4 separate regions of the Sus scrofa genome follow, and regions 1, 3 and 4 are each linked to region 2. The links are chromatin contacts, called in public HiChIP or PLAC-seq and promoter capture Hi-C maps. All regions are on one chromosome and are shown on one strand. The core of a region is the stretch at or near the end of the contact, and the rest is flanking DNA. Distances in the headings are between cores, read along the strand shown. Region 1 has its middle 58 kb from the start of TMEM63B. Region 2 holds the start of MRPS18A (39S ribosomal protein S18a, mitochondrial). Region 3 holds the start of C7H6orf223. Region 4 holds the start of TMEM63B (CSC1-like protein 2).

Region 1 (3,715 bases), core at 5-2,504, 420 kb after region 2:
TCAATGAGAAAATTTGAGCAAGGTCAAGTTAACATGTGAGAAAAAACCCTCAGCCACCTTCACCCCACATGCCACCAGCCAGTCCCCTTCAACTCATCCCCTCTAACAGGAGGTCCAACAGGTGGCCAGTCCTATTCAAACCCCCCATTTGAGGAGTTCCCATTGTGGCTCATCAGGTTAAGAACCTGACTAGTATCCATGAAGATGTGGGTTTCATCCCTGACCTCGCTCAGTGGGTTAAGGATCTGGCGTTGCCGCAAGCTGTGGCATAGGTCACAAATGTGCCTTGGATCTGGCATTGCTGTGGCTGTGGCTGTGCCAGCAGCTGCAATTCTGATTCCACCTCCAGCCTGGGAACTTCCATATGCCATGGGTGCGGCCCTAAAAAAAAAAAAAAAAACAACCTTTGCAAGGGCCTGCACCTGCCTTGCCCAAGGCCGGAGCAGCACAGAGAGGCCTCATCCCATGCCTCTGAGGGGCAGGGAGGGTGGAGTGAGGTGCCAGCCTATGCCAACTAGGGAAGGAAGGGGCAGCCTCCAGGCCACCCATTTACCAGCTTCCAGGGTCAGGAGCTCAGAAAGTGGGGAGGGTGCCTGGGGAATTAGGAGATCACTTCCAAGATGAGCACTGCCTGTCACAGGCTGGCATGTCCTCTCCCCACAGACTGTGTTCACCATACCACACCTTTGCCAGCAGTGTGGGCAGAGCCCAGTCCTCTCCTGGATGCCGCAGGGAGTGGGAGTTGTACAGGTGACATACAGAGGGAAGAGGTGACAGGGATAGAGGTCAAAGAACTCATTTGTTTGTCCTTGACAGCCATCTGTCAAGGGCCTCTAGAGGCCTCGTATGGCCTGCCCTGGATTCTGGTACAGCTGAGAGCTCCTGGGGCAAAGGTGGAACTATAGAGTTGTGAATCTAGTCCCCAAGGGACCAGAGTTTTCAGCCGTCTGTGACCCCCAGCCCAGGACCCAGCCAACTGTCAAACAATGACCCAGGGGATGAAGAGGGCTAGAGAATCAATTCATTTCAGCACCCAGCTACCGTGAAGCGCCTACTGCGCGCGAAGGTCCGTGCCGTTGGAGTGGATGATGAAAAGGGGCCTGGGGAGAGGTAGGGTTTGCTGGAAGGCGGACAGAATGCAGAGGATGACCCGGAGCGGAGGGTACCCCACCACCGAGCATCCCCATCCACCGCGCGCAGAGGAGCCGCGCGCTCCAGGGACCGGCGCGCGCGCTCCGGGCCGGCGCCGCACGCGCACGCGCACCCGCAGCCGCTCCCCCGCCCGTGCGGCTCCGGCTCCCGCGCGCGCGCACTTGAGGCCTCCCTTGTGCGTCTCCTCCATTCGCTACGTGCAGAATGGTCCGTCGGCAGCAGCTGCAGCGCCGGGTGGGAGGGGGAGGAGGAGGGGAGGGGGAGGCGGCGCCCAGGTCTGGAGGAGGGGCCGTGGCGGGACGGGACGCCGAGGGCTGGGGGAGAGGGGCTGCGAGGGGACCCTGGGTGGGCGCCACGCTCTCCCCCTCCCCCCCTCGCCGTCGCTCCCTACTTCAAGGCCATTCCGGCCAGCCCCCTGTTCCCTCCCTGGACGTCTCGGAACCTAGCCGACCAAGAGGGTTTTTCTCCGTGTTGTCCTTTCCCCCAAAACCCAAAACCCAAACCCAAGAAAGAACCACTCCTGCTGTCCCCGCTCCCCTCTTCCCCTTCCAGTACCATTCCCAGGCTTTTGTGTGAGTGAGATGACCCACAGCCAGTGCTTCTCCATTCCGCCTTTCATGGGGTGGGGTCCCTAAGAGGTACTGTAGCCTCATCCTCCTCTCTCTTACCACCCTCCCGGAGGAAGGGAGATGGACAGGATGGACGCTGGAGTCTATTTCCCAGGGTTTCCACAGGGGTAAGCCCAGCGTCTCATACACGCACTCGAAGAGGGCGGCAGAAAGGTCTGATGGCCCCGAAGAACAGGCTGCTCTATGTCCAAAGGACTGAATATTAGGAGGATCCCCCCTGGACTGGCATGAATTCACTGGCCTTACGGGGCTGTGTCCTATACACCTGTGTGTAAAGAGCTCCCCAAGAATGCAGTGATTAGAAGCCACCAAAGGATGGATGATATATCTCTGGAAGATCCCAGACAGACCAGCCCCCCGGTGCTGCCAGGAATCCAGATGTGGCCCAGATGTCCACAGCAGCTCCTCCCACAGGGTGGGACACCAGCTATTCTATACAGCCCCTCCCAACACTTCTCTCAGGGTCAGGGGAGGAAAGCTGGCGACCTCCAGTGCCCCGTCCTCATTTGGGCTGCTGGGAGGGGGCAGCGCCTTCATCCTCTGCCCTCCAGGGGCCACCTGGGTTCACGTCCAAGGCAGCCACCTGGGTTCAACATGTGGTCCAATCTCTAGCCCTCTGCTGACAGGTTAAGTCTAGATCGCCAGGAAGAAAGGCGTCCTGGGTCAGTTTCCTTTCACACAATCGGACCCATGAGCCTGGGTTTTGCACAGTGCCTCGATCCAGGGAAGCGGATTCGCTCCCTCCCCGGTACCTCCGGCTTTTGGGAGGCGCCCTCTGCTGGCCACTGGGAACTGATGGAAATGTATTTGCATTTGCTGCTGCACTCATGGATCTGGAAAAGGGGACAAAAACTCAGAGAAACAAATGAAAACCAGGAGCCAAGGAAGAGTGGTGGCTGGGCTGGCCCCAAGTAAGGGAGACATGCTGAAGAGTTTTGAGCCAGCTTTCAGGGACAGGGGAAGGCAACCAAGCTGGAAGATGGGGGCTCAGGACACCCAGGGATAGCCCTGCCTGGGTCCAGGAGTCCCTGCCCCTGCCCCGATGGCTCACACTCCCTCGGATTCTGACAGCTGCTGTGCCCTGCCAGGGGGCCGTCCCTTGTCCCAAACCGCCAGCCTCTGTTGGGGTGGTGGGCTGGGAGAAACAGCTGGGGCCGGAAGCCCTGAACCTTCTATTCATGGCCTGGCTTCCTCAGGACTGGGAGACAAGGTGACCCACCAGAGGAGTTTGCAATTGACAAATCCACCCCCACCCCACATACACAGATCTCAAGCTTGGCAGGGCTCGAGGTGGGGTACAGGCCTGAGTCACAGCCTGGTGTAGTACTGCCCTGTCTCAGGAAAGGCCAGCTTGCCAAGAGGTGAGACCCAGGTCAACAGCCCATCACCCGGCCTCTGGCCACCAGGCAACCTCCCCATCACGTCTCACACGCGGGGCCAGGTGGTGCCAGGGCGGTATCGGGGCGTTGCAGGCCATGCTAACGCTGGGGCCTGGGCCTCAGGGCCACGCAGGGCGGAAGGAAAAGAATGAAGGGGTTCTCGCTGCAGCAGGAGGAGCTGGGTTAGAGAGAGGAGAGGCTGGGTGGACCCCCCCAACCCACCCCCACCCCAGGCATCCAGAGTCTCTCCCAGTCTGTTGGATAAGGGAACAGCAGGTGCCACCAAGCTACTAGAACCTGCCCCTCAAGTCTCCAGCTTAAGAGAGTCGCCCTTGGGGCCTTAGCATCTGCACGGACCCTGCTCCCAGCCTTCCGAGGCCCCACAAGGGCTCAGACGCTAAGGAAGGCAGGGGGGCTGAAGGCCAAGACCACTCCCAGAAGTAAATGGCTCTGGGGCTTCCTCTTCCCACCTCCCTCGGCTCTACTCATTGATTCACTGACTTCCACCTTATTGGCCAGGCTCCCTTCCAGACCAGCCAGGGTGAAGAGGACTCC
Region 2 (3,224 bases), core at 437-2,936:
TGGATTCCTTGTCTGCCATTCCATGGAAGTTGCTGTTTGAAAGCTAAAAAAAGGGACATCTTCTGAGATAAATTCAATGTTCTCTCCAATGGGCTCTTCTTTTTAGACTTTTCTGCTCCCTCTGACAACAATGATCTCTATTTTCCTCTGGATACATCTCAGTTTTAGTTAGAGGATGTAATGGTCAATACTATGCCAGAATCTTAAAAACAAGCAAGCAACAAACAAAAAACCCCACTTCACTTCGTTTGCACATCACTCATCCTTTCCTGTTTCCAGCAGTGTACAAAGGAAGGCTTTGTCCTGAAAGATCTTTTCATTCACTGCCAGATTCCATCCTTTTATGAGCTTATTAAAGACACATCCCCTTCATGAAAACTTCTAATAGGGTTTGCTGTTTCCGGTAACTGAATCTCCCTGTACTTTCTCATGTAAATTCCTAATATATACACACCACCTTATTAGAACCTAACTTCTCAGGAAAAGGGCTGTATTTTCATTTTTTCCAAAATCCCTTGAAAGCTTTCAATACAGAACTTGGCCGTCAGTAAGCTCCCGGCTCAATACTAGAATCAGGCTGCCTGTCCAAGATTTAAGATTAATGAAAAGTAGAACCACCATCCAGCATATGCCTCTAGTTCAGCGGTTCAGCCGCCTTTCCACTTTAGCTTCTACTTCTCAGGGAGACTGGACAGAAAAGCCACTATTGGATTACAGCATTTTCAGGTGAGAAGCTGGAAAAGGAGGCCCTCGGGAAGGAACGAATCTTTAATCGAGATGTCCTTTCCGGATGGCGCAGGAAACCTTTAATGAAGGAGGCGGCCGCCCGAAGAATACGGAACGAATTACGACGCAGACGCTAAGCAAGAGCTTTTTTGAATCCTGGGACATGTTTCTTTTCTGCCCTTGCTAAATAAGCAAGCCTTTCTCTCCGATCTCCGTCCCCGTGAGGGCACTCACGCTGGGTGAGAGATTAAGGTTACAGCATCATGATGTGGAAAGGGATTTCAAGCACTCGGGAGCGCCAGCATTTCCGACGTTTCAGAACCGCAGGAAGGACAGGGAGGGAGGGGCGCAAGGGGGCTTAAGGAAGCAAACTTCCCTTCTTCACTTCAACCTTAGGAGGTCACCAGGACCGAGGACTCACCTTCTCTGAAGCCGCGAGATGGAGGCCGAGCCCAGCTGGTCGCGGCCGGGCCTGCCAGGAGCCCTCGGAGTAGCCGTCCACAGCCAGACACCAGAACATTGAGACCCACCATCTTGAAAACCAATCCCGACCTTTGTGCACTTCCGCTTCCGGAACGGCGCGCGCGCAGCCGCAGTGGTGGGCAGGAAGTGTGCGTCTTGTGGGCTTCCCGCTCCGTTATTTAGGTCATTTACATTTCCTCACCTCTCGGGCTTTGAGCTGAGTCTGTGTCAATCCTGTACCTTATTCCGAGGGTCCGGGGGAGGTCTTTAGCTCCTGTCTGCTAGTCCTCAAAGTCTCCAAGGTCGCCTTCGTTTCCTGGCAGGCTGCTTCGGTAAAATCACCCGCACTACCCCTATTTCTTTAAAACTTTTTCTTTTTTGCTGGTCAGATGTGGATTTTCAGCTTCTTGAGACTGGGGCTCGGTCTCTACCGGCAAGGTTGAAATGGTTTGGAACAGCAGCTATCTCGTAGACCTGGGATTGAATTAATACCCCGTCCCCGCCCCTCCCTACCTTGGCCTTTAATTCTTTTGTCTCAGCGCTTTCCTTTCGCTGGTGAACGTATTTCTCAGGGTCAGTTCAGACCTCACTTACACTGTGGAGTCTTAACTTCCCAGTTACTGGTTCTCAGCACCAGATACCTCTCCATCTTTGTACTCTGCCTAGTTTCAGCTTTGTATTTGTATAATGCGTTTCCTCACCAAACTGGAAACTCATTGAAGGCAAAGACATTGTTTTTTGGTTGACTTTCGTATCTACAGCACTTAGCACAGTGCCTGACACATAATGAGTGATACATATGTTACATGTGTGTATGTGTATATATATACACACGTACACATATAAAATGTATATAATGCAGGTAATGTGTGTAAAGTATGTATGTATATATCTACATTATATGTATACATACAATTACATATATATGTATGTATGGATATATCTACATTATATGTATACATACAATTACATATATATGTATATATAATAAAACATTTTATATGGTTAAGATTAGATGAGATAAAACATAAGTTAAACATAAACATAAGCTCATTAATAAAGCAATTATTGAGATGGCCTTTTTGCTAGGTACTTATGACAAATTTGACATACTTGCCTAATAAGGAAGCTTATAGTACCAAGAAGAAAACAAGACTGCTCAGTTTTCCATCTTTTGGACTTGCAGGATGTATATAGGATATTCCCCTAGAAGTACAAAAGAAAAGAAAGTCATTCACAACTCAATTCCTCCATATGGTGGTTAGGATACTCTTTTCCACACCGGAAGGGATATTTTCCAGTTATCGTACTCTGATTCATAGATGGGAAGATTGAGTTCATTAAATGGCAGAACATGTTCCCTGGGGGTTAGGGAAGGAGCCCATCTTCCAGTTGGGACTGCCATGCAGGTGGACTGGGAGGATACAGAGCAGCAACTGCATGGGGGACTTGAATGGTATCACCATAGGTGAGAGTGGGAGAAATGTGGCATTGGATTTTCTTAAAACACTGCATTTAGCAAAGACATGTCCTAGGAAGGGGAAGCTTGCAGGAAAGGTCAATCTAGGTGGGTGAGACAGACACAATGATTATTGAGTGGAGCAGAGGGTTTTGGTGGGGTATATGCCTCGGAGATCTGGCCAGGATCAGGAAATCCTTGGCTTTCCTTGTAGCTTCTGCTTTCCTTCTGTACATATGACCTCAAACCCTTCCTGCTTGTACCATACCCCTTGTTTCTTTACGTCCCCAACTTCTGGGGATCTGACAGGGATGAGAGCAGTAACAGAGCCTCACCTAGGGTTTGTTTTAGACCTAGTGAGCTAAAGTATTTGAGTGCTAACCTTCTCATTGTCTTATCCTAATTTAACATAATCAAATTTTATTTTAAAAAACAACTTATATTTTCTACAATAACAAGTGACATGTGATCATTGTAAAAAGAAAATGAAGCAATAAAGTAAAAAGAAAAGTAATATTTGAGTTCCCTTGGTGGCTCATCTGGCATTGTCACTTCTGTAGCTCTGGTCACTTCTGTG
Region 3 (3,644 bases), core at 6-2,505, 340 kb after region 2:
GGAGGCTGACATTAGAGACCAGTTTAAACAGTGTGGGTATGAGTACACACGCATACACACTGCCCAGGAAGGGGCCAAGTGAAGCTGAGCCACAGTGTACAGAAGTAATCGGAGTAAGGCCGAGTTGACTCAGGCACAGTTCCTGGCAGAGATGAGTGGTGTGTCAGGGCTCAGAGGAAGTGAGAGACAGAGGCCATTCCCGGTGTATGGGACCCTGGTGTGTGTGTGGGGGGGGGGACCCTGGGCAGAACTAATCTCCAAAAGCTCTTGAACATGACCTTGAACAGTGGACATGTTGAAAAGAGTTCTTGGAATGATGGAGTGGTGACACCTTGGGGGTGGTGATGGAAGTCCTGGTGTGGGAGCAGAGTGATGGTGCTGAAGCTGATGGCAGTGATTGTGTGACGGAGGAGGTGACAGTGGAACGGAGATGGATGTGTCGGTGATGGTGGTGGTGGGGACGAAGATGGGAATGGAATTAGTGAGAGAGGCAGGAGCCTAAAATCCACTTCCTTTATAGACTCTTGCACAGCCCTTTATAGTTCATAGCAGCCATCACACACCCTCATCCTCACAGCCACTTTTGGGCGGACTTTTTTATCTTCATTTTATGAAGGATGAAGTTGAGCCACAAACCAGGCACATTCTGCTTGCCCAAGGTCACCAGGCCAGAAAGCCGGCCCAGGCTCACCACCTTCAGGGCTCCTCCTGGTGTGGAGTGAGGTGTGGAGTGAGGTGCCAGGGCGGCGTCATGGTGCCATGGGTGGGTGACTCCCAACACAGAGGGCTCAGCGGTCCTCGATTTGGGGGAGCAGGGAGCAGACAAGCTGGGTGACAGAGGAAGCACTTCTAATCCCGGCCCCATCACCCACATGCTGTGACCTTCTCTGGGCGGCAGCCAGGGCAGATGTCAGCTGCCAGGTGACAGAGGGCCTGCGGGGCAGAGCCAGGGCAGCCTGGCAGGAGCCCCACGCACCGAGAGGATGAAGTCAGCAGAGGGAAATATCCCTGGAGTCAGAGGAATGCTTGCTTTGGGGTGACATTCCTGGAAAGTTCTGCTCTGATTGGCTTGAGTTTGGGGATTCGGCACAGGCCTTCCCAGTCAGGAGTGAGGTTATTAATAAACCCTGTCCTGTCCTCTGCCCTCACTCTGGGGAGAAGGCAGGGCTTCCTGGGGCTTCTGGCCCCTCACCCCAGGGGTGGTGAGTCCCAGTGTGGGTAGCTGGAGACAGAGACTGAGCCCTTAGGTCTAGGCATGGGGTGCAAAGCCCTGCATCCCCCAGACTACATCCCCCAGCTCCCTGCAGCCCCAGGGCTCCTCTGCTTCAGCCACAGGCTCCAGGGGCTTCGAGAAATGGCCAATGGTGTATATGTGAGCCCACGGGGCTACAAGCATGCATGGGTGCCTGTGTGCAGATGTGAGTCCTGTGTGCAGACGCGAGTGCCTCTGTGCAGGTTTGGGTGCCTGTGTGCAGGCCTGGGTGTCTGTGTGCTGGCGTGGGTACCTGGACAGAGTTCGAGGGTGGTAATGGGCTCCTGGGGTACACATGTGCAAGGGACCGTTGCAGTGGGCCTGGAAAAGCATAAATCGCGTCTCAGCTGCTGGCAAGTGTGTGCCCTGGGTGATGTGTGTGGGTGGCAGCAGGGGGATGGGGGACACGCAGTGGGTGGCAGTGGGGGAGGGGTGCTAAGGCCTCAGGAACAGGCAGCATCCGGCCCCCCACCCCAGGCGCTTCCCTCTACAGCTCATTAGCACCCAAGGCCTAAATTTACTGCCTCCGCTTCCCCACCCTCTGGTTCTGCCCTCATTAGGCTCCTGCCCCTCTCCTAGGACAGCAGATGGGGAGAGGAACAGACTCCTCCGACTCCTCCTCGTCCGTCTGCATGGTCTGCATGCAGGATCCTCTGGGTGGGGGGCGAGGGAAAGTCCTGGGGGCAGGGCAGAGGGGAGGCGGGCATAGAACTTAATATAGTCACAGGGCAGGCCGAGGAGGATGTCGGCTCCTATTACACCTGCCACCCTGTGTCCCCAGTCCCTATCATATGACCCAGCTCCTGCTGGCAAGGCGTGGGCGGGTGAGAAGCACCTGGTCCAGGGCGGTGCTGGGGTGCCCTACGCTCTGACCTTCTACACACCCTTAAAGGAAGCACCTCTTCCAGCTGGTCCTCCTGGCAAGGAGTAGGGCACCGCTCTCCATTCAGCATGGCTCAGCCCTTCAGTCCTGACCCCCAGGGGGCCAGGCCAGGAAGCAGGGGAAGGAGTTGAGGGGGTGCCCTCTAGCACTGATTCCAGCACAGCTGCCAAAGGAACAGGTCCTTCTGATCCATAACCTCTCCCCCGCCCTCCCTCACCCCCCAGATCCACAGTCCCATGCCATGGCATGCCCATGGGCAGAGCCCTGAGCTAGGTGGAGGGGTCAGTGCCAGGAGAGGGAGCAGAGCGGCCAAGTCAACCACCCCCCTCCCGCTCACTCCAAGAAATCAGTGTGTGTGCTGTGAAAGTCAGGTTCAAGACAAGCTCCTCCCGGAGTTCCCATCATGGCGCAGTGGTTAACGAATCCGACTAGGAACCATGAAGTTTCGGGTTTGATTCCTGGCCTTGCTCAGTGGGTTAAGGATCTGGCTGCCATGAGCTGTGGTGTAGGTCACAGACGCGGCTTGGATCCTGCATTGCTGTGGCTCTGGCACAGGCTGGTGGCGACAGCTCCGATTAGACCCCTAGCCTGGGAACCTCCATGTGCAGCAGGAGCGGCCCTAGAAAAGGCAAAAAAAAAAAGACAAGCTCTTCCCCAAACCCCTACGTGTAGAAACCCCAGAGCCCACGCTGATGGGGAGACACAGCCCTGCCTTCAGGGACCCCCCATCTGCTGGAGTTACAGCGCCAAATCCCCTCCATTAAGCTTCTTTTGTGACCTTGGGAATTTGCTCAACACATTTGAGCCTCTGCTTTCTTGTCTGTGAAATGGCAACACTGCCACATCCTTCAAAGATAGTTTGTGTATGCCTGGCAGATAGCAAACGCTGAATAAAAAAGTAAATGTCTGTGAGTGCCCATTGTGACTCAGCAGGTGACAAACCTGACTAGTATCCATGAGGATGAAAGTTCAATTCCTGGCCTCCCTCAGTGGATTAAAGGACCCGGCATTGCCATGAGCTGCAGTGTAGGTTGCAGACGTGGCTCAGATCTGACGTGGCTGTGGCTATGATGTAAGCCGGCAGGAAGCTCCAATTTGACCCCTAGCCTGGGAACCTTCATATGCGGCAGGTGTGGCTCTAAAAAGACAAAAAAAAATTCTTCTTCAACGTGGGCTTTTTGTGGAAAAAAATCATAACATTTGTTCTTTAACTGGGAAAGACATGGCAGTGGGATCTTTTGCACCTAGTGACCGGTCATCTTTGGAGGGTCTGGGCTACCGAGACACCACAGGGCCTCCCCCAGGCAGCCCTGGCTCAATGTTTACAATCAACAAATATGCTGGAGAGTCAGCCAGACAAGCAGCCCCAGGCCTGAGGACACGAGTGCAGCACGGAGACAAAACAGGCTCTGAGCCACCCACTCCAAAGATGCTAACAAGTGGCCAGTTCCAGTCACTGACTTCCTGAGAAGCCCAGGCGTTTGTTCCCCTTTTTTGGCTTTTTAGAAC
Region 4 (3,656 bases), core at 310-2,809, 480 kb after region 2:
TCCAGAGGCATACGGAGGTTCCCAGGCTAGGGGTCTAATCGGAGCTGTTGCTGTCGGCCTACACCAGAGCCACAGCAATGTGCCAGATCTGAGTCAGGTCTGCCACCTACACCACAGCTCATGGCAACACTGAATCCTTAACCCACTGAGCAAGGCCAGGGATCAAACCCTAAACCTCATGGTTTCTAGTCAGATTCATTTCCGCTGTGCCACGATGGGAACCCCCCACTCTGTTCTTTTCTGTATATTCCTAGTACTATAAACTGCATTCTCGTGAACAATTTCAAATGACTGAAAATGCAGGCTGAGGAAGGCAAGAGTGCAAACAGGAGAACACAGGAAACAGATGTGTTGTGTACCTCTCTGTGACACGCAGAAACACACTGTACAACACTTCCTAATAATACACACTCATGTGTGTGTATATGAGGAAGCAAGCATCCAGAAACACTATTTCATTCTTTTTTTTTTTTCTATTCTACATCACTTCTTTTCTTTTTCTGTCTCTTTTTTGGGGGGAGGGGTGCACCCGAGGTATATGGAGGTAACCAGGCTAGAGGTGGAGTTCAAGCTTCAGCTGCCAGCCTACACCACAGCCACAGCAACACAGGATCCAAGCCTCATCTGAGACCTACACCACAGCTCACCACAATGCCCAATCCCTTAACGAGGGAGGCCAGGGATCAATATTGCGTCCTCATTGATACCAGTCAGATTCGTTTCTACTGAGCCACAACAGGAACTCTTCACTTTTTTTCTTTTTTTTTTTTTTTTGTCTTTTTGCCATTTCTTGGGCCGCTCCCGCGGCATATAGAGGTTCCCAGGCTAGGGGTCCAATCAGAGCTGTAGCCACCAGCCTACGCCAGAGTCACAGCAATGCGGGATCCGAGCCACGTCTGCAACCTACACCACAGCTCACGGCAATGCTGGATCCTTAACCCACTGAGCAAGGGCAGGGATCGAACCCGCAACCTCATGGTTCCTAGTCGGATTCGTTAACCACTGCGCCACGACAGGAACTCCATTTCTTAAATGATAGCCACGATCCACCAAATGGACTTCCAATCAACCAACGGGATGCAGTTTGAATGAGGATTCAGTTTGAACTGCATCAAAACCTTACAGTTATATCCCACAAGCTACTAATGAACTCTTTTAAAAAAAAAACAGCAGACAGCAAAGACACTGACCAACCACAAGAACCAGACACACCAGGTAGGCAGTGCCCTTCCTCGGTCCAGCAGCCCAGACTGAAGCATCTCCCAACCTTCCCACTTTTCCCCAGCAGCCTAAGTCGCTCTTTTGTGAAACCCTTTATCAATTCAGTCCATTCAATCTCTTAGGGTGGCAAAGTTCAATTACTGCCCATCGTGTAAAGCACTATTTCTCTTCTGTCCCAGACTGTCTCTCTTCAAGCCTGAAGGGATAAGACCCTTCCAGGAACCCAAAATTGAACGAACAAGTTGGTACTCCGTGTGACTTTGTGATCTGTCCTGTGGGTAACATACAGGAGTATGCACACGCGCAGACACACCCACACCCACATCTCTCTCATCTTCCCAGTCTTAATCCCTGGCAGATGCAGCCTCTGGTGAAATGAGAAACCTGGGAACCCCCTGGGGCCGGGGGAGCCACTCATCGGCATGACAGTGAAAGCGGTGGACTCATTCTCCACAGTACAGAAGTGCCAGCAAACGAGTCACAAAGTCATCTCAGGGCCCGGGTTGGAAAAGGAAAGGGAGAAGTAGACAAACCCGAGGAGCTGCGCCAGAGTGACCGACCGAGGCCACCTCGCGTGGCCGGCCAGCACCCCGCCCCTTCCTCGGGAAAGTAGGTAAGCGGGGGCGCGGGGTCGCAGAGGCCACGGGAGCCCGGGCGACCTTGGGGAGTGGGAGGGCGGAGGGTCTGGGTTAGAGGCCTCCCTCCCCGTCGGGACCCTCCCACTGCCCCTCTGCCCCCAAAGGGCCCAAGATCCTCCCCTTCCTCACCCACCCAGGGGAGTCCGCCTCCCCTACTGCGGGGAGCAGAGAGAGAGGGGAAGCAGCAGAGTTAGGAGCGTGACGTCCCCTACCCGCCCCCCACTCCATACCGCCTTCGCCGCCCTGGAATATCCCGCTGCAGGCCCCACTGGCCCAGGGCCGCCTTCCCCCCCACGCGGCCTGTAGTCCTGCGCCTGCGCATCGGACCCAGCTGGGCGGGCGGCGATCTGAGAGTGCGCGCGCGCCTTGCGTGAGCTGGCGTGGGGGGTGGGACCTTCGTGGCCACGCCCCTCCTCCTCCCCCTCCCTCCTCCCGCTCCCCCTCCCCCAGACACAGCCGCGGCCGCCGCAGGAGCCCGGAGCTCGAGCCGCCCAGCGACTCCCCCTCCCCCTCCCCCAGCCCCGCCCCGCCCCAACCCGGGGCTCGGAGCTGGAGCCGAGTCTGCGCCTGGGGGTGAGTACGCGACCCTTCCCCGGCCCCCTCTCTTTTCTTTGAGGATCCCACCACCATCCAAAGAAAAACCCCGGACTCGGCTGCGCGTCCCCTCCCTTCAGCCTCCTGCGGGACCCAGAGGTGCCCGGGCCCGCGGGACCCAGTGGTGCCGGGCGCTGCCCCCAACCCCGCACCATCCTGAAGCAATAATATGAGTCCTCCACCCCCTACAGGGGGTCCAGAGGTACACCGCCTTGTGTCCCCACCCCTTGAGAGATCCGAGGGGTGGGACCCCTCTCCCCTGGCCCCCTAGCTCCTCTCTTCTCCCACCTGCCCGGTCCAGGTGCGCGTCCCCTCCGCGCCCCTCCGGGGTTCCAGCTGCGCCCCATCAGCCCGCCGCCGCTGTGGGGAATCTGCCGCCCCCGCCCCCGAGTTTTGGATTCCACTGTCGCCAAGTCCAATGCCCTCGGTGTCTTTTATCTTTTCTCCTGCTCCAGGGGCCGAGTACCCCCGAGGTCGGCCCGGGGTAGGGGTTTGGGCTCCGGCAAAGGCAGGGTTCGCGAGTGCTGGCATGAGGCCGGCCGCTGCCCCAGCCCGACTAGGGACTGGTTGGAGGACTGGGGAGGCGACTGGCCCCGGGAGCGTGTCCTCTCCTTGCGCCCCGCACAGTGCAGTTCATTCATGAGCTGCCCGGGCCTGCCTTGGAGGGTGCGGTGGGGAAAAGATTCGGACGCGGAACCGGAGTGGGGCAAAGGCCCTGTTGGGGGGAGGGGGTGTGCTTTGTCCCTCCTGGCCTTCTTGACTACCTAGAGAGGACAGTTCCAAAGCTTTGGCGCCTTGTTCCCCAGAAGAGAAGGACGCTTGGGAAGTGGCGATGAGAGGTCAGAGGGGCCGGCTGCCCTTGAGGCTCTGTGCTGCCACCTGCCTAGGTCCTCTGGGTGGAGGTCTGGCCACTCAGCGCTCCACTTCCCAGGAGGCGGGTGGGGGGCGTTCGGCCAGCCGGAGGGTCAGGACTCCTGTACCTAGGACCACTCTGGAGCCTCTCCCTGGGTCTGCAGCAGCCCGGGATGAGTGAGGCTATGCCCAGCCCCTCCTGAGGAGGGGTTCCCAGTCCTGCCTCCCAGGAACATGTGAGGAGGGGAGTGGCAGTGTCTGACAGGCTTCCATCGTGGGGGGTGGGTGCTAGCATCATGTCCCTCCTCCAGGGTACCAGAGGGTCTAGGCCCTGGCATGCCCCAGGTGGCA

The links. Promoter capture Hi-C pulls out the DNA fragments that hold promoters and counts their contacts. HiChIP or PLAC-seq counts read pairs in DNA pulled down with a chosen protein or histone mark.
Region 1: a contact with region 2 is called in an H3K27ac HiChIP or PLAC-seq map of alveolar macrophages. The contact joins the enhancer-like site here to the promoter of MRPS18A in region 2. A contact is called at or near these places in 4 of 47 Hi-C or Micro-C datasets (fetal liver, psoas muscle, retroperitoneal adipose tissue and 1 more) and 2 of 2 datasets of contacts at active chromatin or transcription factors (alveolar macrophages and skeletal muscle).
Region 3: a contact with region 2 is called in an H3K27ac HiChIP or PLAC-seq map of alveolar macrophages. The contact joins the promoter of C7H6orf223 here to the promoter of MRPS18A in region 2. A contact is called at or near these places in 1 of 47 Hi-C or Micro-C datasets (embryonic fibroblasts) and 2 of 2 datasets of contacts at active chromatin or transcription factors (alveolar macrophages and skeletal muscle).
Region 4: a contact with region 2 is called in a promoter capture Hi-C map of fetal liver, with 4 times the contacts expected there. The contact joins the promoter of TMEM63B here to the promoter of MRPS18A in region 2. A contact is called at or near these places in 2 of 5 promoter capture datasets (fetal liver and liver) and 1 of 2 datasets of contacts at active chromatin or transcription factors (alveolar macrophages).

What each region holds. Positions count from the first base shown.
Region 1 is chr7:39,077,922-39,081,636 of Sscrofa11.1, forward strand. No RefSeq gene overlaps it. Among named protein-coding and RNA genes, the nearest start is that of TMEM63B, 58 kb to the right of the region's middle. Within about 2 kb of position 1,255, at least 37 of the 83 cell types and tissues checked have an H3K27ac peak or open chromatin away from gene starts, as enhancers often do. A contact at or near this core is called in alveolar macrophages and retroperitoneal adipose tissue, where this site is marked.
Region 2 is chr7:38,655,786-38,659,009 of Sscrofa11.1, forward strand. MRPS18A (39S ribosomal protein S18a, mitochondrial) reads right to left here and starts at 1,687. Exons shown (of 7, transcript XM_021098784.1): 1 at 1,148-1,687. The coding sequence starts at 1,246.
Region 3 is chr7:38,992,186-38,995,829 of Sscrofa11.1, forward strand. It overlaps C7H6orf223, which reads left to right and starts at 1,256. Exons shown (of 5, transcript XM_021100037.1): 1 at 1,256-1,418. The coding sequence starts at 1,256.
Region 4 is chr7:39,136,125-39,139,780 of Sscrofa11.1, forward strand. TMEM63B (CSC1-like protein 2) reads left to right here and starts at 1,560. Exons shown (of 24, transcript XM_005666056.3): 1 at 1,560-1,834. MRPL14 (39S ribosomal protein L14, mitochondrial) reads right to left here and starts at 2,212. Exons shown (of 3, transcript XM_001929561.5): 1 at 2,090-2,212.